Regions from separate parts of the Mus musculus genome. Here regions 1, 2, 3, 4 and 6 are each linked to region 5. The links are chromatin contacts, called in public Hi-C and promoter capture Hi-C maps. All regions are on one chromosome and are shown on one strand. The core of a region is the stretch at or near the end of the contact, and the rest is flanking DNA. Distances in the headings are between cores, read along the strand shown.

Region 1 (3,584 bases), core at 167-2,666, 1.3 Mb before region 5:
AAATAAATCTTTAAGATAAAAAAAGAAGGAAAGAGAGAAAATGAGAATGAGGACTCAGAGAAAGTGGGACTCAAGGCTGTCTTCATGTCAAAGCTTCTGAAACTTCGGGCAAAGGTTAGGAGCATTGTTAATATGCTGTTCTTTTGTTTAAAACTCTTCCAATTAGGGGATAAAATCCCAACTCTTTGGAGGGTTTAAAGCACCAACACAATTAAGGTTTTGTGTACTTCCTGTCTTAAATTGTCTCATTAATAGCTTATGCTGCTTAGTGTATCTGATGGGTCTCCGCACCTGGCATGCATTAGACACTCAACTCAGGGACATCTCAAATATCTCTTGAGAAGTTGCCCATGACTTCCTTTCTAAAGGATCCAACCTTATCACATTACTTTGTATTAATAGTTCTAATCTCAGAGGTCTCCTTTACTTACAAATGTAAGACAACTGGCCCCAGGAAGTTCTATCCTTGAAAGGACCCCATCTCGCCAGCCACATTCAGTCAATATACAAAAGTCAACTGAATTTTAAAATGAGTACATGAGGGGCGGACAGGTGCGCTAGCTATATGCGGGGGCGTGGTGGTAGAGGCTGGTGCGGCAGATGGCCCGGGGAAAAGAAAGACCCAGAGGACAGGATCAACACTTAGTCCAGGGCGCCGATGCGGGTGCAGGATGCCTGCAGGCCCGGAAGGTAAACGGGGGAGCGGGTTCCTACCTCGCGCCTGCAGCAGTCGCAGCGCGCGCTCGTACAGCGCCGAAGCCTCGGCGTACTGGCCGTTGCGGAAACTCTGGTTGCCGGCTGCGCGGAGCTCTTCCACAGAGTCTGAGAGTTTGGGGGCCATCCCGGGAGGCCGGCAAACAAGGACCACCTCCGTTCCCCGCCGAGGAGTGCGCAACAGCTTCCGGGTGGAAGCAGCGGATGCGTGCCCTTAAGGCCCGCAGCCGACTGGCCTGGGGGTGGTGGGGGGTGGTGATGGTAGACCGGGCCGCGGCTAGGCGGCCAGGGACGGAAAGAATCGCGGGGTCAAGCCCTGGGAGGGCCTGGTGCGGCGGCTGGACGCGGGGAAGGGAAAACCAGGGAGGCTGGGCCAACGGGAGGCCCGGTGCGGGGATGCGGGTGGAGGACGCAGGCCCGGAGGGAAACGTGGGGCGGGTTCCTACCTCGCGCCTGCAGCAGCCGCAGTGCGCGCTCGTACAGCGCCGAGGCTTCGCCGTACTGGCCATTGCGGAAGTTCTGGTTGCCGGCAGCGCGGAGCTGTTCCACGGAATCCGAGACTTTGGGGGCCATCTCGGGTGGGCTGGGAAACAGGGAGCAACGCACTTCCCAGCTAAGTGGTGCGCAACAGCTTCCACCCGGAAGCTAGGGCTGCGTGCCTTTAAGGCCCACTGTGGACCGGCCCTGAGGGGCGGGGCCAGACGAGGCGGGGCTAGACGGGGCGGAGCTAAGCGGCCGGAAGAGTGGGCTCAAGCCCTTAGCTCTGTCCGGCCGCTCTTCCTTGTCCAGGGGCGGGGCCAGGGAAGGGCGGAGCTAAGAGGGTCGGAGGCGGGGGCGTTGAGAAACAAGGCCTTTGGCGTGAGCTCTGTCTGGAACTCGTGGTCAACAAGTTTGAAGATGGTGGCTGGCACTCCAGTGCTGAAGCGACAGCTGAATCACCGAAGGAGGCAGACTATCTTCCCTCCGTTGGACCTGGGAAGCAATTAATCCACGACCAAGAGAAAACATACTTTTTGTCAAGATTGTTTGTTTTCGAGACAGGGTTTCTCTGTATAGTCCTGGCTGTCCTGGAACTCACTCTGTAGACCATGCTGGCCTCGAACTCAGAAATCTGCCTGCCTCTGCCTCCCAAGTTTTGGGATTAAAGGCGGGTGCCACCACGCCCGGCTCGTCAAGATCTTAATACTATAAAGAAGCAAAGAGCGGGATGATGCAAACGTGTGGAAGTCTAAGGCACCCTCGAGGACTGTATAGGATAGAGTGAGAATGATGAAAATTTTTTATACGCACAAAAGAATATAATGCACTTAAAAAAAAAATTGAAGCAACATAATCCAAAGTTGAGGTCTGCAGTTCCACCACTTTGGAGGCCAAGGACAGTATAGCTGAGCTCCTGTTTTAAAACAAAACCAAGAAAACACAATGATGTTATAGGTGATAGGTTATTTCTCCGTTGCCGATGAAATGAGCCAATTTAAACCAGATTATAGTAAAGGCAGGTTTATTGGGAAGCTGCTTTCGGGCAAGTTCACCGGTCCCAAAGGAGGAGGCCAGGGAAGTCGCCATGGGGACGGGGGTGGGGGGGGGCGGGGGGTGGGAGGGGGAAAGAAAGAAAGAAAGAAAGAAAGAAAGAAAGAAAGAAAGAAAGAAGGAGGGCACTTATGCATAGAGAGAAAAGAAGGGCAGACCAAAGTGTCTGGATTATATAGGGAGGAGCCTCTGGGGGAAGGGCAGCCCAGCCTCTGGGCTTAAAGTTCAGGGGTGGGGGCATGGCATGGCAGGTAGGCACTGAGGGATGCTGGGAGAACCTGGAGATTGGGGAAGGCAAACAATAGGAAATACCCCTGTGGAGGCTGTTAAACCTGAGCAGGCCACAGAGAGCCTCTGAGGCAGAGAATCAGCTGAAACCTGAGATGTCGGGATCAGGATTCCAGAAAGCTGGAAAGCGCCTGGCATCTTGTGGACCATAAAACTTATTTAGTGGGTGAATACAGATGGATACAGATGAATACAGTGAATACACATGGATAACACTGGAGCTGGGCTTGGTGGTGGACGCTTTAATCCCGGCACTTAGGAGGTAGAGGCAGGTTGGTTTCTGAATTTGAGGCCAGCCTGGTCTACATAGCATGTTCCAGGCCAGTCAGGGAATATACAGATGCTGCTTCAAACAAATCCCTACAAACAACCCTAAACTAAAAATATACCCACTACGCCCCTAAAAACAGAACGGTGAGGGCTCAGCGACGGAACTTCAGAAATCTGTGAGTTTTATTTTTTTAAAAAGATTTATTGATTTTATGTATGTGAGTACACTGCAGCTGTCTTCAGTCACACGCCAGAAGAGGACATCAGATCCCATTACAGGTTGTGAGCCACCATGTGGTTGCTGGGAATGGAACTCAGAACCTCTTCAAGAGCAGTCAGTGCTCTTAACCACTGAGCCACCCCTCCAGCCCTTGAGCTTTATTTTTGTCAATAACCCTATCGGCTTGAGCTGAGTCTAGACTGTCATTTTGGACTAAATTAGTGGATCTTTCCGTTTTTGGGGGTGTGCCAGGTCCAAAGCGAACCCCCAATTCCTCCCCCAAAAGGGAAGGCTTGTGTTGAATATTGAAAGTGTAAACAAAAGGATTGCTGGTGGACAGACCCGAGTAGTCCTCTGTAACCTGTTGGTTTCTGTCTACCAAAAGGAGTCACTCCTTTATCGTCCTTGCCTTTGGTAAAGGAGACTTAAGCCAAGCTAACCTGCAGGGTCCTTGGTCCCTAGTAACATATATCTGTTATGAGTAGCAAAGCAGCCTGGCCCTCCTTACCTCCTCCACTATGCTCCCAGGCTGTTCCAGATTACAACTTGCACACTCCCCTCC
Region 2 (3,282 bases), core at 522-3,021, 1.3 Mb before region 5:
CTTCAGACACACCAGAAGAGGGCATCAGATTTCATTATGGATGGTTATGAGCCACCATGTGGTTGCTGGTATTTGAACTCTGGACCTTCGGAAAAGCAGTCAGCCCTCTTAACCACTGAGCCATCTCGCCAGCCCTACACAATGCACTCTTAATCTCATTCAAGTTAAAAGTTGTTGTACTTGGTTCAGGACTGATGTGGTCTGCATCTAAAGAACAAATGTCTGTACAAAAGACTTGAAAATGACCTTTATACCCTAGAAAGTCTGTGTATACACACCCAATCTGAAGTAGACAGCCACTCCATAGTCCCAGCTACCATATAGAAATGTAGACAGCAGTTTTCTGTCCATAGAAATCTGATTTGTATGGTTCTGAGTTCTATAAGAAAGCAGGCTGAGCAAGGCAGCATCTCTCCTCCATGGCCTCTGCATCCGTTCCTACCTCCAGGTTCCTGCCCTGTTTGAGTTCTTGTCCTGACTTCTTTGGTAATGAATAATTTGGCCGTGTAAGTCAAATAAACCCTTTCCTCCCCAGCATCACAGCAATAGAAACCCTAGCTAAGACAGCAGCTAACTCAAAGTGTTTATTCATTCTGGAACAGTACATTGGGAGGATGGGGAGTTATATAAATGAACTGGGGTGCTGATAATGGGTAAGGACAGAGCTCTGATTGTCTCGCCCAGGGAACTATTAAGTCGGAGCCATCAGCGATGGGTTTCAAAGCAGCGGACACAGAATGACATTGAAAAGATCATTTGGTACTTGATGGGGGCAGGGCTGGAGAGTCAAGCGGTGAATTTGAAGTCTGTCATTAAGCTAAGTGAGGGTAAAAGGAGAAATGACAAAGGCCTATTACTTTGTTCTTTCTCTAAAAACTGTAAGCTTCAAGACGCAAGTCTTGCTGTACTCCCCAGCACTCTGAAAATTGCCACACGGAATTTGTGGGAAATGAACGAAGGCGTGGTGGTGGAGGTATTTTGAAGGGCTAGACTTAAGGGTCAACAGGCTTGAGTGAAGTAGTAATAAAATTTAGGTAACACTGAAAGCCGTTTGGGGATCCCAGGGTTCTGTCTCTGACGATTTCCCTTTGAAGGATACTTGGGGACCAGGGAATCTCAACGAAGAACTGATGTACACTGGTTTTTTTGTTTTGTTTTTCTGTTTTTATTAAGACCTTGGAAATGTTCTGTTCCTGGTACTTCATGAAGCGTCCTTGGTCTAGGAAAAGAACAGTAAGTACCTTTTAGGACTGAAAGGTGAACTAACTGAAAATGGAGGGCTGTCTGTTCTCCTTTAGTTACAAGCATTCCCTTAACGCACAGCTAAAAGCACTGCTAGGCTCTCCGACCCCGTGAGAATTATTTTCAGGGTTGGGTAGGAACAGACGATCCTAGGCTCAACCAAGACCGCTCCAAGCTTCCGAACCCTGCCCTCCCGGAGCCCGCCCTGTTCTCACACATCCCAGCCCTGGGGCGGCCACCTCGGCCCCGCCCTCTCTTCTTCCTCCTTTTCCTGCTCCCCCGCCCCACTTCCTTTCCCTGCGTCCGCCCCCTCCTCGCTCCCACCCAGGCTCTGCGTCCTCCCACGACCGCTCCCTCTTGGTCCTCCCTGACATCCCCTCCTCCTGGCTATCACCGCCCTTTTCAGGAGGACGGAGCAACCCCGTGCCTCATTCACCCAATGAGGAATCGACTCAGGGTGGGGCGGGACTTGGGCTAGAGCGGAAGTGGTGGCCAGAGCGGAAGTGCAGCTGCCGCCGCCGCCACCGCCGCCGCCGATTCCGGAGCCGGGTAGCCGCCGCCGCCACCGCCGCCACTGCCCCTACGGTCGCTGCCACCGCCGCTGCCGCCAGCCCCGCCTGAGGAGTGAGCCCGGGAAGGACGCAGTCGCTGCCCTCTGATCTTCCCGGAAGCGCCTTTGCTCCCTCCAGTCCTCCGCGGTGAGTGCGGCGTGGCTCCCAGGGGCCCCAGCCCAAAGCCCCTTGTCGGGCTGCGGCCAGGCTCACTGTCGCCGCCAGGCTTACTGCCGCCCCTCCCCGCTTCCGGCCAGGCCTGCGCCTCCGCGGGAAGCCCGGGCTTCTCTCTCGGCGCGCCGTACGGGGTGCGGCCAGGCCTGCGCGGCTGGGGACCGCTGGGCCGCAGGCTCCCCCCCTCCGGCACCATCTCTGCTCGGCGCCGCCCCTGCCTGCTCCCTTCGGGCCCCGAGCCATCCTTCTGGGCCTGTCAACCTCTCTCATTCTTTGTGGCTTTCAAAAATTGAAATGTTAGTCGAAGGCGGGCGAGTTCCCGAGCCGCGACGCCCCTGCCGCACTCCCCTGGATGAGTAAGGGTTTAACCTTGGCGACAGCTGGGGCGAATCCCTCTCCCACTTTGCAGTAAAGCTGTTTCATCATCGCTGGTGTGGGAAACCCAGCTGGACCCGAGATTCCCTGACAGCAGGGTTGAGGTTTGAATTAAGAAATGGATTTATCTGAACCTTTCACTGACTCAAACCGGATTCCCAATGGGGTGGGGGAAGATCAGGCTGAGAATTGAGTCTTTTCTCTTGATATTTGTCGTCTTTTACTGCCAGAATCTCGTGTGTCCATGCCCCAAATTCATCCATACACTTTTTTGTGGCATATATATATATATATGTGTGTGTGTGTGTGTGTGTGTATATGTTATATATTGTTTGAAATTTGTCTAGTAACCTCAGTGTTTGAGGAAGGAGTAGGCAAGATGTGGACCCTTTTTTGCAAGATGAGCGCATCTGGGTCTGTTGCAAATGGAGAACATGCGTGCATCGAGGATTCCAAAGGTGGCAGCGTTGGTGAGAATTTGCCAACCTCTGTAAAAATGCATGGCTCATGTCCTTGCCTTCAGTACATTTTCTCTGGTGAGACTAGATAGCACTGGACTCTTGATTTTACTTGCCTGGTGTGGGAGGTGGAATCTGGCAAGATGTTACAAATCTCTAAAATCCCGGGAGCCGGTGCAGAAAGGTGTAGCGCTTAAGAGAATATGAAAATTACATTTCTCACTGTATCTCAGGTGTTCCTGTGAAACCATACAGACACACAGTTTATGGGACTGAACACGTGCTTACTCAGCATCTCACATCTAGCTGCTGGAAATTTATACGAATATTACTGGGATCTTGGTGGATTTCTCTTGACTGCCTCCAGTGCAATCCATTTCTTTGGGTTGCCCGAGTCTTTTTAAAATTTTTTTATTTTATTTTAAGATCTATGTCCTTAGCATTATATAGCCGGCAGATACTGGTTTGTTTGTTTGTTTGTT
Region 3 (3,596 bases), core at 450-2,949, 1.7 Mb before region 5:
ATTTGAACATGACTTTTGTAAGAGACATGAGCATTCACACTTATGATTCCAGGACTTCCAAATGTGACACAGAAGGATTGTGGACTTGAAGTCAGCCTAGATTACATCAAGTTCTCTCTCTCTCTCTCTCTCTCTCTCTCTCTCACTCACACACACACACAAAGAGAGAGAGAAAGAGAGAGAGAAAGAGAGAGAGGGAGAGAGAACACAGAGGGGGTATTCAGGACTCAGTCAGTTGCCGTTGTGACAACAGAAGCAAGATGTCGGAGTGATGTGGGGAAGACCATGGACCAAATAATACCAGTAGCTCAGTAGCTTCTGCAAGTTGGAAAAGAGAACCAGTACCCAGAGAGACAGCAGCCTTCCCAGCTCCCCGGTGTCTTTAGCAAAGCAACAAAATACATTTGTGTTATTTGAAGTCACTATGTAGTAATTTGTTATAAATGGAACAGGAAACTAACACTTAGATTTGGGCGGGGGGGGGGCGCGGACGGGGGACAGGACACCTATTTAAATGTGAGTTTCTGAGAAACAAACATTTCTAAAGTATGTGTCCCAAATGTTACATAAGGAACCTAGTCTTAAAAATAGACCTTTGTTTATCTGAAATTCAAATTTAACTGAGAGTTCTATATTTTATTTGGCAGCCTAGAAGCTGGTGACTGGAGAGAAGGGAGGACTGCAAGTCTCATGACTTGTAACCTGGGGTGGCGGCACACACTCACTGTCTCAGAAGACAAGGCGCAAGAGTCATGAGTTGGGGGCCAGCTGGTCTACAAAGGCACCCTCTATTAAAAACAAACAAAACAGATAAACATAACTCAGAATTCCCAGGGTACCTCGAACCCCTCTCACATATTTAGTTTGACATCTGGCAAAATCCATTGTGTCCTTATGTCCTTGAAGGTCACTTCCCACCACTCTAGGACTCCACTTATTCATAAGGTAGGGAAAGGATGAGGGACTTAAGGTTATCCCTTTGAATATGACATTTTCTTAGACCGACGAAATTTCTCTCTAGAAATGGTCTGTTGTCCTTATTCTACCTAAAAGAGATTTGCCTCGAAATTACAGTTGCACAAACCATGGGTATGTGTGGTGAGGCTAGTAAATGGGTCAGATGTGGAGTTAATAAACTCCTTTTCAAACTACTGCTGTCTCGAGACAACATTGTGAGCCCCAGAGCAGGAAACAAGTAGTTTCTGAGTCGGGGTCCAGGGCAAGAATCGTTATTCACGAAGAAATAGAGGCGAAGAGGCTAGTGCACTTGGCCAAAGCGGCTCAGCTGATGGCATACTGACACAGGCAGCCAGTCCAGACATCAGCTGAGGACAGAGTAGTTCTGCAAATGATAAGCCTGAGGTCTAGGTCTGAAGCTGGTTTCTGCATTGATTTGCCGCTTCTCTAGAGGTCACAGCAGGCAGGGGGATTGAAAAAAAAAAATATATATATATATATAAAATGAAAATAAATAAATAAAAAGACAATTTAATGAGAAAATGATGTAGAACACTAGGCATATGGCAGTGTGTTCCAGCTTCCCTCCCCGAGGCCTCAGTTTCCCCACCCGAAACCCAACTCAGCTGCACAGCCGGGGCCACCAGGTGGTGTCAAGCCCCAAGTCAGCACTACAAAGTTCACTCATGCGCATTCCCGGATGGGCGCCGCCTACACGCGGCTCGAGCGTCACTTCCGGCGCGAGGGCCGGGCCGGCCGGCCGGGGAGTGCGGGTCTGTTCTGCGCGCGCTGCCAGCCGAGGCTCCTGCCGCCGTGACCCGCGCTCCGCCCGCCGCCGGGCTGGTGAGTGCCCACGAGCCCGGGTGTGCGCCGAGGGGCCAGAGATAGGGACCGGAGAGGGCGAGATCGCCGGAAGTGGGCCAGAGGGGCGGGAGACCCCAGGAAATGGGGACACCTGGGGAGGGGGCGAAGACCGGAAGTAGGGGCCTTGGGACGCTGTCAGCGGCTCGCAGGTCTCTGGGGCTCCGAGAGAGATGGCTTCCTGCCTCCTGTTGTTGTGGACGAGAGGGGATGCCCCGGAGAGAGAGATGGCTCCAGGTGGGGAGGGTGTCAGGCTTTATTTCCTGTCCATCACGTCGTTGTCGAGGCTGACAGCCACTGCTGAGCCCTTGGGGATACAGCAGGAAGCTGCAGGTGGAAGATAGAGATGATGAGACCAGGGTGGGGCTTGACCCTTCTTCGCTCTGCCTCACTGGACAGGGCTTGCCGTACTTCCCCTGATGTTGACGGAGTGCTGTCGCGAGCCGGCACTGGGTCTTGTGGTGACTCCACAGGCAAGTTCTCTGGCCTGTAGTGATGATTCACATTGTAGGAGGTCAGTTCCCTCCTTTGTAAAGTGGCAACTGACGATAATCAGCACGCTCAGTTATTGTGAAGATGAAATGTGGAGCCGACAGTGTAGTTCAGTGGGAGAGTGGTGCCTTGCATGTGCAAGGCCCTGGGGTTTATCTCCAGCAACAAATGCCCAGGAAGAAATAAAGAAACAGATGTACAATGGGGAGCTTGATTCAAAGCAGAACCCTCAGCCTGTAGGACCTCTTTGCATCAGTCCATGATGTAAACCGCACGAGGCAAGGCGTTATTGTTTTCTGCTGTGTCCCTAGCATCTGTCAGCACAGTGCCTGACAGGTACAGGAGGCCATCAGTAATTCTTTGATAAATGACTGGGTGGGAACTGACCCAGAAGAGTTCCTTGTAGACACCTGTGACACTAAGTAAAAGTTTCTAAAGACGAATAGGAACCCAGGGCTGTAGAAACCTGGAGGAACTCACCCTGAGGAAGGGGGCGGGGGGGGGGGGGGATGGAGCGGGGATTTACAGACTAGATCCCATCGCAGTTGGGCCTTGGCAGCTAACATGGAGAGAAGCCTTCATGCAGAGAGTGTCAGATGTGTGAGATAGTCTAAGAATGTGGATTATTAGTTTGTCCTCCCTGGTAAATGGAGGAGAGAAAGGAGAGGGCCTTTGGGGCTAGTTCTATAGTCTGTGGCACCGCGGTCAATCTCAGGCAATGAATTAGGATTCTAGGCACCTACCTGTTGGAAACAAGTTGCCATGGAAACAGCCCAGGGCAGATCCCGTGAGATCAAGATTGTCCCATCCCTTGCTCAGCACACCTCTGTAAAAGTACATTAAAATAAAATATTTATGATGTGGGACCTATATGTCTTATAGCTTTTTAGGTGCTACATTCAGGTTAATGCACAAGACCTGACTATCACACACTGATTACCTACACACATGTCAAGAATGGGAGATGTGCTAGTCCACAGAGCTCACACCCAAGCAGCTCAGACAGTCAGGAGTCAGTTCACATACACTGTCCCCTCTCACCTGGATTGGTGAACTTTCTACACCAGTGGTTCCCAACCTGTGGGTCGCGATTCACAAAGAGCATTGGAAAATACAGATGCTGACATTGTGATTCATAACTAGCAAAATGATGAAGTAGCAATCGAAACACTTTGATGGCTGGGGTAACCGCAACATGAGCTGTATTAAAGGGTCACAGTGGTAGGGTGAGAACCTCGGCTCTAGGTCATCACTTCCCTGCGGTACATGTTTAAGATGAAAGTTAC
Region 4 (3,211 bases), core at 349-2,848, 1.4 Mb after region 5:
ATTTCCATTATCCTAGCGGCCCCGTCTCCGTAGGGACGATTTAAAACCGCAGTCAACCTAGCACAACAGCCAGGGGCACACATGGGGGAGTGGGTTTTGTTTTTTTTCCCCCATTAATATAAAAACTAGTTTAGATTTCCTGTTTCTTTTTAAGGCTGAGCAGCTCAGTCACTGCGAGGGGGAAGTGAGGAGTTCCCTAGAATCTGTCATTGCTCAGCAATGCCAGAGTGGCTGCCTCTTTCATTTAGAAACTGCCAGCTTCAAGCCCTACCCGATTCTCTCTCTCTCTCTCTCTCTCTCTCTCTCTCTCTCTCTCTCTCTCTCTCTCCCCCACCCCCTTCTCAACTGTGAGAGAGGAAGAGATGGGAAAGAAAGCCAACCCTGTCTTATTCTCACAGGCCTTTCCAGAAGGATCCTTGGGCCAAAGGGCTTTCAATGCCTCCACACAGCGTCTTCCCCCCCCCCAACTTCGTACTCCCTCCTCCCTCAGTGGGAACCCCCCCCCCCGACCTCACACAGACTCCCCTGCATCCTTAAGCCATTGAGTGTTTCTTTTTCCCAGATGGAGAGAACTCCAGTGTGATTGGGGGTCTCTTGAAACACACACACACACACACACAAACGCACGCCTTCCTGAAGCAGGGTTAAGACTTCCTCCAACCCAAGAAGGGAGTTAAAGCGGCCCCAGCAGGAGGCACGGAGATTAAAGCCCTCAGGTCTCTAAGACCAGCCCTTCCCACCCCCTCCAGTTTTCTCACTTCCTAGGAGGGTAGGGAAGTGGCCCCTTCCTCATTCTCACTAGAGACACCAGGGCAACTACGTACCGGAGTTTAAAGCCCCCGCAGGGCTGCCCTGGGTCACCGCCCTGCATCCAACCCTACGACGTAGCCTGCAGAACTATCCAGAGCAAGGGACTCAACCTCTCTGGAGCCGAACTCTTCCCTGATCTTAAGGATCAGAAAATATAACCTACTGATGAGCCCGGTAACGGCACAGTCTGCTGATACCAGTGTAAGGTGCGTGGTACACAGACGCACTCGGACGCTGTTTTGCAGTCTAAGGCTTTGACTGTGCAATTCGAGCTGGGGCAAGGCTACGGAGCCCAGGGTCCCCGGTGCAGCTAAGGAGCCCCTACCCGGGCTTCTCCCTACACTGGCCCCCCAGCGGGGCGGCCCCGGGCAGCGGCCGCGCGGATGTAACCATTTCAAACTATGCACAAGGCGGGGAGCCACAGACAAAAGCGCAACGCGGGCCGGCCGGCCACAGGTGGCGGGAGCTCACCGACTGCAGGAAACGCAAGGTGCCCACGTAGTCGCGCTCGGTGCCCAGGATCTCGTTGAGTACGCACAGACGGAGGCGCAGCTGGCGCTCCGAGTCGCGGGCGGCCGCGCACGGCCCGGAGACGGGGCCGCGAGCATCGGGATGCGCACCGTCCCCGCCTGGGTCCCCGCCGCCGTCACCACCACCGCTGCCGGGTGCCTCCATAGCCGCGCGGCGCCCGAACTTCCCGCGCCGAGGTCGCGCCGCGGCTTAGGCGTCCGGGCTCCGCATCCCGGACAGGCGCCGCTCAGCGGGCCCGGGGCAGGCGGAGCGGGGGCGGGACCTGGGCGGGGTCATGGTGTATGGGCGGGGCCTTGGTAGAGAGGGCTGAGCGATGGGCGGGGAAGGAGGCGGGGTCAATCTGCTAGTGGGCGGGGATCTTTGTAGAAAATGGACGGGGTGGGGCGGCACCTCATGCGGAAACTGGGCGGGGACTAATGGAGAATGGACTGAGCTGGGGCGGAGTCTGGTGGGATTGGGCGGGGATTGGGCGGAGCCCCCTCCCGGCTTCCAGGGAGCGTCGGCCAAGAGCCGGTTCGTGCGCGCGCCGCACAGTCAGAGTTTGGGGCTGGAAATGCGTCGCCCCAGACCCCAGTCAGGTCGTGGTTCTGCTGAGTCTGTAGGCCAAGACCCATTCAGCAGTTCTGCAAGAGCAGCTCGCGCCATCCACCCGTAAGGAGTGCCCCGTGGGTGATCTGCTGGAGCCGGATCAGCGACCACCACGCGCATCTCCTGACGCCCGGAAGAGCAGCTCGACGCCCCCACCAACACGGCCGCTCATGCCCTCGGCTTACGGTGACCTTGGAAGAACTCTAGCTGCATCTTTGTCCTTACTTCTGTTTCTCTTTCCGTCGGAGCTCTGCGCCTACTGTCCCAGCGCTCCCCATCCCTAAGCAAAGGTGCCCACTTGGACGAGACCGTTGCAGGAAGCCGCCCTCGTACCCACCAGAGATAAAGCCAAAATGGGAATTTTGCTGCCAGCCGACAGGCTGTTCTGTGTGACCTTGATCTTTCAAACGTTCAGTTAACGTGCTAACCCCCCTTTACCCTCGAGAGGCATTGGGACCCGAGTCAGCCTCTGGGGTTCAGCCCCTCATTGATGACCTTGGTCAGCACCCCCATCCCACCTAAAGCTCCTCCGTTTGCCTCACAGTACAAGGGGAAGAACAGTAACACCTAACTCTTAGGGACCAGCATACGGCTGAGCCATAGTCCCTGGAAAGTGATTTTAACACCCTAGAAAGTCTTATCTTCGTTCTTAATTATTCCTGCCTTTGTCAACTGCCCTCTTGACCGGGCCTCTGAACTGCTTGTTCAATCCCTACCTGCCCCGCCTCAGATCTATTATCTCCTATGGAGTCAGTCCCTGTTTCACAAAATAGCCTCTGTGGAGTGTCATCATTTCTGGGGCAGGAGCACTGTCCTCTATTTACTTCCCTTCAAGATGCCTAGAATAGTTCTCTGGGGCCTTGAAGTAAAACAGTCTTTTGCACAAGGATAGAGGAGAGACTGTGGTAGCTCCTGCTACCCCTGGCCCTGTTCCTTTGGGGCCTAGGGCACCGTGACATTTGATGTGGGCAAGGTATCCTAGGTAAATGGATGTAAAAGGGTGAGCCCATCAGGTATTGGTCATGGAGTGAGTGTTTCCAAAGAATCATTATCTTCTTGTTTCTGAGCTTTCCAGACATAACACTGCTTCTGTCCTTAGATCCAGCACCTTTTTGGGTTTCAGTGGGCCCTGTCTTGAAATCATTACTCGCTAGCTGGTAGCAGTCACGAGCCAGCCAAATCCAGCTGCCTGGGTGACCTTGGCCAAGACACTTCACCTTTCTGAAGCTCCATTTTTTTTTTTTTAATCTGTAAGATGAGAGTCTGAGGGAACAAACCCAGG
Region 5 (3,104 bases), core at 395-2,894:
TACCGGTGCATACCTCCAAACCCAGGGCAGGTATTTCTTACCTATGTTTGCTCGTGAGCCACCCAGGAAGATATGACCTAGGCACAGAGCGTGTCAGAGTATGCTAAATACTGGTATCATCATTTTTAAAAGCAGTCTAGTCTTCATACCCTGCACCCCAAACTTTCTTGGCACCTCTTAGAAGCAGCATCAAACATAAAAAGAATAACAAGATTCAAGAGCAACAGACAAGCTGGGCATGGTAGAACATGCCCTTAATCAGAGGCCAGCTTGGTCTACAGAGATTGTTCCAGGACAGCCAGGGCTACACAGAGAAACCCCTTCTTGAACCAGCCCTGTCTCTTTTGCTCCAAACGGTAGAATGAATCTGGGCAGGTAAACTCTTTTAGGATCTTTGCTATTTTTAATCTGTAAATGCAAATAATGATAGTCTCCTCAAAAGACCACAACTCGAACTAAACGCCCTCACATTTGCACACTACTGAGCACTTCACAGCCAAGGCAGCCACCCTAGCAATGTGGTTACTGACCGACCACTTGACAAATGGCTGCCGTGCTTCTTCTGAGAAGCAAGAAGTGCTGTCCCAAGAGTGAGGCACACCAGAGCTCAAGAAGTTAGCACACACACACACAAACAGTCAACAACTCCATTAACGTGATTTTACATTGGTTATGTGAATTCCTAATTATAATCTGAAATGTATTAACTAAAGCATGAGTAAATTATTCCACTTACATATTTTACATTCCTGAGATGTGACTGTTAGAAAAGTTTAATTAACAAATGTGACTTGCATTATTTCTCTTTTGGAGAGCCCAGGTTGGCCTAGTGCCCGGCACACAGAAAGCATTCCAAAAGGTGGCTTCCACCCACAACAGATGGGATGTCAGGGGCTGCGGCTGCATCCCCCAGGCAAACTCTAGCCCTTCGTTCATTCATTTAGTAAACATCTATAGTGTCTGGCCTGCTGAGACGCTGTGGGTGCATGGAGCAACATCAGGTAAGGTCTTCTTCCTCCTGGGCATTCCTACCTGCTGGGACAGGCAGACGTCAATCAACACTTTCAAACTGTTGAAAGCTACTGATGTGTAGGGACACCAGAATGTTCAGAGTGTCGCACCAGGGTCAGAACTCGGGACCCCGGAAGCCTTCGGAAGGAAGACTGGGAAGATGAAAAAAAGTTTACTAGACTAGACGTAGGGGCGGCGGACTCTGAGGGTGGCCAGAGCGAGGGATGGAGAAGGAACAGAACCAGGCCGGGAGCAGCCTAAGCCTAGGGAGGGCGGCGAAGGACCAGATCTGCAGGGCCCGGAAAAAGGGGAGGGTGGAAACCAGCACCGGAGCACCCCGGGCATTGCAATGCTGCGGGAAGAAGCGAATGAGAGCGGCCTGGACCGAAGCCGGGCAGTGGAGAAGGAAAGAGGGCCGGTACCGACCGCAGGGGGATTACCGGATCGGCACCGTGCCCGGGCTTGGAGGTCGGGCAGACGCTGCCCTCCGCCTCAACCCCAACCTCGGTCCCCGGCTCCCAACCCTCAACACTCTGTCTCTCTGCCTCGAGCCCCGAGCGTCCCTCACTCACCCGGCACCCGCCGAGGCCCAGCTCCGCGCCCGCGTCCCGCCGCCGCTCCACTGGCCCCGTCTGCCCCGCCCTCCTGAAGCCCCGCCCTGCGAAGGGCGGCCCGGGCTTCTATTGCTCCGCTTTGCTGTCAAGATGAAAAGTCTCGCTTTCACTGGGTTGTTTGTCTGTCAATAAAAGGGAGGCGGGCCTAACTGAGGGCGCGGGCTGGAGCGACGCCGGCTGGCCCCTCCCCTCCGCGGAGGCCTCTTAAAGAGACAGACTACCATTCTTCTGCAGGCTATTGGGTCTAAAGGAACGTGATTTCCCAGCAGACACTAGAGGCTGCTCCCCACCCAAACTTTTTTTCTCTTTTATTTCTGTACACAGCCTCCGGGTGAAGGAGGTTGGAGGGGCGGGGAGGGGGCGCGCTCTGGGTCCTTGAGACCCATTGTTGTAAGGAGCAAGCTATCCTCTGGTGATGCTCACCTGATCCGACTCAACGATGGGAATAGCTGATTTAGGGAACTGAGTGGGAGGTGACAGTCGTGTCAGAGGCTATGAGCAGCCGCGGCTGCTCACTACGGAGATGGAGCTAATTATACCGGCACCCAGGGCTGACCGTGGGCGCTGAGCAGAGGCAGAGGGGTACAGCTCAGCTGTGCTGTTGGTAGGGATCCGTGGGAGGTGGCGTTCGTCACCGCACCTGCGGATCTAACAAGGCCGGGCACAGCGCCAAGGACTCACTCCTGCCATCTCCCTTAAAGCTCACAGCAGGCTGGTAGGGAGGGCTAGTATGCGATCCCCAGTTGCAGAAGAAAAGACTAGGGGTCTTATGGGACCAACTAACTATACAACCGGTGACTATACAGCAAGACGCTATCTCCCTGTTTAACTCCAAATTTTGTTTTTTTTAATCATTTCTCTTAGCAGATCCTTAGGACAATGCCAGAAGACAGACATTTTGTTATCCATTCTGTAGAGACTCGGCTGGCCGCTCAGCAGAGAGATGGAAATAATGGCTACCTTTTACTGTCTTTGAAGCAGTTTTACAGGCACAGTTACATTGACTCCTGCAATTGAATTGAATTGAAGCGGATTCTTATCAGCTGGTGAACAGGATGGTGCCCAGGAAGCAAAGCTCCCCTCCCACAATCACAGTGCTAATAAGGCCTGTGCAGGGGCCGGCCAGTCACACTTCCAATAGGTTCACATACTGCCTGCTTCCAGCCAGTCTCTGTCTTTGTTTTATCGAAAGCCACCCAGGATAAAGCATATGGCCGTGTTCCAAAATAGCTTTACGCTGGAACATAGGGTAGCCACCCTTGTCTGCAGCACCATTCTGGACCCCAGGTCCTTTGCTGCTCTGTGGGAGCCTCATACGACCCTATCAGATTCACATTATTATCTCTTATTGTCCTCCGTAGTCTTGTGAGCATCCTCTTTGTGGTGGGTTGTTTATTTCTTTGTTTGCTGCCTATTTTGAAACAGGGTGTTTGCAGGGACGTTTAAACAGATGTGTCCCCATTTCCCCTCCCCCTAAGG
Region 6 (3,392 bases), core at 684-3,183, 1.5 Mb after region 5:
TTGCTGCATAACAAATAGGCACCACAAAAAGAGGGCCACAAAATCTACCAATGGCCAGCACAGCACCTAATGATGCAGGAGAGTCGCCCCCTGCTGGGCAGCAGACAGCAAGTGCCAGCTCCTGAGAAGGTAAAGCCTGTTGGGGTGAGAGCTGGCAAAGAGGAAGAACTTGAGAAGCATTGGGTTATAAATTAAGATGGCGTTCCATGGGCTTCCATGGAGCTGTGTCTCACATAATTCTCCTGGTTTTAGTATGCCATATGCTGCCGCCGCCGCAGTTGTGAATAGTACAAAATGCCCACCCTGTTCATCACTGTACTAGGACCTTGGCCCAGCTCTCTCATTATACTGAATCCAATACTCAAACATTCTGTCCCAGCTCTGCAGAGAATAGGAGATAGTTTGGTGAGAGAAGGATCTATAAGAGTTGCAGGAGGTCCCTGCAGGGCCATATGGGCTGATGAAGTTTTAGGTCTGAATTCTTAGCACAGTACAGAGTCACTGAAAGGTTTGAACCAGGTTTACAGAGCTAAACTCAGCCTGACTTAGCAAGCCTGGCTCTGGTCAGCACCTTTGCACAGTAGATTTCTAAGGCAAGGGTTCAGATGGGTTTGGTTACCATAGAGACGGCTGTGTGGACACAAACAATTATGATAATGAAGCTACAGACTTGAGCACTGGGGGATGTAAACGGAACGGGTTCTGGGTGTGTTTTGCTGGAGAACACATCCTGCCACACAAAGGGTCTGATGATGAAAAGGAACCTGTCATGAATATGAACGAAACCCAGGGACCACAGAGCCAAGATGCTGGTGCCATAGCAACCCGGGATCCAAGGGCTTCTCTTCTGTTCCAGGAATAAGAAGGGCAGAGTGTGAGTGTTGCAGCTCTAAAGGGAAAGGCTTCCCCTATAGAAGTGTTACAGCTCTGCTGTGGCGGCTGCTGTCTGGGAAGTTTTCCCCAGTCCAAGTTACAGCTGTTCCTCAGCAAAGCTACTCTGAGAGGTATCCTGGCTATCGGGAGTCAAGGAATACCACAAAGTTACACTGCACAACAAACCTCACACAAGAGATTTATTGGGAGGGTGGCTGCCTCTGCTCAAGCCGGAAGCAGCAGCGAACTGAGCAGCAGACAGGGTTTATATGGAGTTTCTTGGGAATGGCGGGAGCTTTCCCGGTAAAGATTTCCAGGGTGAGGATTGCTGGGATTTCAACTCCTGAGCTTGGAACAGCTCAGGAATTGGTGGGTTTCTGGGGCCAATTCAGTGATTGATGCATTTCTGTTCTTGGCCCTGGTTTTAGGCTTGAGGTCTAGTTAAGGTCAAGGTGTTTTTTCTTTGGCCCTTTATCCTACACAGAAGTCATGCGAAGAGGGCCTCTGTCCACCGGCATCTTGTAATCAGGCTCTTGTTAAATTCTGATAAGCCCCAACCCCAGAAGAACCAGGCAGCCTCATTCTGAAGAATAGGAAACCGGAACTCAAAGGGATGGTGTGGGCTGCTGACATCGGTTGGCATCACCAGGTAGAAAGCTTTGCCTAGTCTGTCTGTCCTTCCCTCTTGGATTACATAGTACGTTTCCATCGGTTAATGTGTGAGGATCACAAGTTCAAAGCTAACCTGAGATACACAGTGAGATCCGGTCTTTAAAAAGTAAAGGATTTTTCTATGCTAGTAGAAAGGAGCAGAGTATCCCCAACAGCATCGCCAACGAGTTTCCTGAGAGAGCTAGAGAGAGAGAGAGAGAGAAGCTGTTGACTAAAAGTTGCCGAGCGCACACGGATACAGACAGGAACCAAGTCTACAGGGAAGGGCCAAGTCTACAGGTCCGAGAGGCTCCGCTGAGCGCGGAAAGGTCGCGAGGCGGAACCACACTAGCAGGGTGAAGTGTGTTGTGGGAGCGGTGTTCATGGCGGAAGAGGCCGGAGGATTTCCGAAGCGAGCGGAAGCGGCGCGGTCAGGGTCGGAAGGAGTCGGAGGCATGGCTGGTGTGTCCTCGGAGGCGGAGGCCGAGGCGCTGGCCGCGGCGCGCGAGCGGAGCCGCCTCTTCCTGAGCGGCCTAGAGCTGGTGCAGCAGGGCGCCGAGGCGCGCGTTTTCCGTGGCCGCTTCCAGGGCCGCGCGGCCGTGGTGAAGCACCGCTTCCCGAAGAGTTACCGGCACCCGGAGCTGGAGGCGCGGCTCGGCCGTCGGCGGACGGTGCAGGAGGCGCGCGCGCTGCTCCGCTGCCGCCGTGCGGGTGAGGGGGGCCGGACGGGGCTCCGGGAGACGGGACAGACAGGGCTGCGGGAGACCGGTGGGACGGGAGAGACCGGGCTCCGAGTTCCGGGGGTCCGGACCAAATAACAACGCCCTGGGTAGTTTTAAGCATCTGTCCTGCCAGGCGCGCGTCTGGAGCTAGCTTTCTGAATTCAGATTATACCCTTCTGTGAGTTGCCTTGCCTAAATTTCCCGAGTTCTAATCGGAAGTCATAGTCGAGTTCGCATCTCGGGGATGTTGTGAGTGGCCTATACAAACGTGTATGTTGGCATGACATCCAATAAATGTCAGACTTCATGAAATCGTGTTTTGTTTGTTTGGTTTTGTTTTTTTCCAGACGGGGGTCTCATTGTAGCTGTGGCTTTCGTGAATCTCACTATGTAGACCAGGCAGATCTATAACTCAGAGATCTGATTAGCACAACTCCCATCTATTTTTAACACCCATTTGCTAGCCCCACGGAAAAGTTTTGTCCTCTTGAGAAACTGAGACACAAACGGGGAAAGGGCCAGAAGTTTCACAGCCACCAGGCCGCCTGACTTGGTGGCCCAGAACTGTGGCCTCTGCTTTTACACCTCTGTTCTTTTCTCCTTAGTGGTTGATAGGTGCCAGGAGACTGGGAAACGCAGCAGTGAACAGGCCTGTGCTTTTCTGCCCTAGAGGGGCAATGGAATTATAAAGAAGTGTTCATATATTCTCCTTTACCTTTTGTAAGTTTTACCAGACAGGGGTGGGGGCTACCTTGGTACCCCAGTTTCTAGGAAACTGTTCTGAACCTGGTTGACATTCAGGAGAGACTCCTGGCGTTAACTGGAGGTTTTGTTACCACTTTACAGTTGTGGAGACCGAGGCATAGAGTAGCTAAGGGAACCTTGAGGTTTCACGCCTAATAAGGGATTTGAACCTGCCTGTTCCAGAACACAGATGAGCCTGTAAGGTGACACCCTGCTTAGCCACTTGCCTGGTGACTGTCAGGTAGAAACTGCTCAGACTGCAGGATGCTTTCCTTCTGGCTTCTTGTTTTGTTTGTTTTTAGGGAGCAGCAATGAATTCCAGTCCTCAGGTGGCTTGAGAAAGGAGGAGCAAGCCTTGATACTTCCAGACTTACCCTGGCCTGGTCTCAGGCCGTAGTCCTG

What was found. Promoter capture Hi-C pulls out the DNA fragments that hold promoters and counts their contacts. Hi-C and Micro-C count contacts between places; a contact is called where the count stands out from the background.
Region 1: a promoter capture Hi-C map of erythroid cells shows a contact between it and region 5, with 6 times the contacts expected there. The contact joins the promoter of Tomm34 here to the promoter of Elmo2 in region 5. A contact is called at or near these places in 3 of 39 promoter capture datasets (erythroid cells, liver and pre-B cells).
Region 2: a promoter capture Hi-C map of pre-B cells shows a contact between it and region 5, with 6 times the contacts expected there. The contact joins the promoter of Ywhab here to the promoter of Elmo2 in region 5. A contact is called at or near these places in 3 of 39 promoter capture datasets (erythroid cells, liver and pre-B cells).
Region 3: a Hi-C map of B cells shows a contact between it and region 5, with 6 read pairs. The contact joins the promoter of Ttpal here to the promoter of Elmo2 in region 5. A contact is called at or near these places in 1 of 39 promoter capture datasets (liver) and 1 of 484 Hi-C or Micro-C datasets (B cells).
Region 4: a promoter capture Hi-C map of liver shows a contact between it and region 5, with 3 times the contacts expected there. The contact joins the promoter of Prex1 here to the promoter of Elmo2 in region 5.
Region 6: a promoter capture Hi-C map of liver shows a contact between it and region 5, with 3 times the contacts expected there. The contact joins the promoter of Trp53rkb here to the promoter of Elmo2 in region 5. A contact is called at or near these places in 2 of 39 promoter capture datasets (both in liver).

The regions. Positions count from the first base shown.
Region 1 is chr2:164,069,753-164,073,336 of GRCm38.p6, forward strand. It overlaps Tomm34 (translocase of outer mitochondrial membrane 34), which reads right to left and starts at 1,417. Exons shown (of 7, transcript NM_001291155.1): 1 at 1,161-1,417. The coding sequence starts at 1,287.
Region 2 is chr2:163,993,426-163,996,707 of GRCm38.p6, forward strand. It overlaps Ywhab (tyrosine 3-monooxygenase/tryptophan 5-monooxygenase activation protein, beta polypeptide), which reads left to right and starts at 1,772. Exons shown (of 6, transcript NM_018753.6): 1 at 1,772-1,940.
Region 3 is chr2:163,600,615-163,604,210 of GRCm38.p6, forward strand. Ttpal (tocopherol (alpha) transfer protein-like) reads left to right here and starts at 1,700. Exons shown (of 5, transcript NM_181734.3): 1 at 1,700-1,800.
Region 4 is chr2:166,712,234-166,715,444 of GRCm38.p6, forward strand. It overlaps Prex1 (phosphatidylinositol-3,4,5-trisphosphate-dependent Rac exchange factor 1), which reads right to left and starts at 1,599. Exons shown (of 40, transcript NM_177782.3): 1 at 1,282-1,599. The coding sequence starts at 1,485. Gm46777 (a long non-coding RNA gene) reads left to right here and starts at 1,596. Exons shown (of 3, transcript XR_001783555.2): 1 at 1,596-3,211.
Region 5 is chr2:165,324,835-165,327,938 of GRCm38.p6, forward strand. Elmo2 (engulfment and cell motility 2) reads right to left here and starts at 1,645. Exons shown (of 21, transcript NM_080287.2): 1 at 1,584-1,645.
Region 6 is chr2:166,791,834-166,795,225 of GRCm38.p6, forward strand. Trp53rkb (transformation related protein 53 regulating kinase B) reads left to right here and starts at 1,934. Exons shown (of 2, transcript NM_023815.4): 1 at 1,934-2,235. The coding sequence starts at 1,980.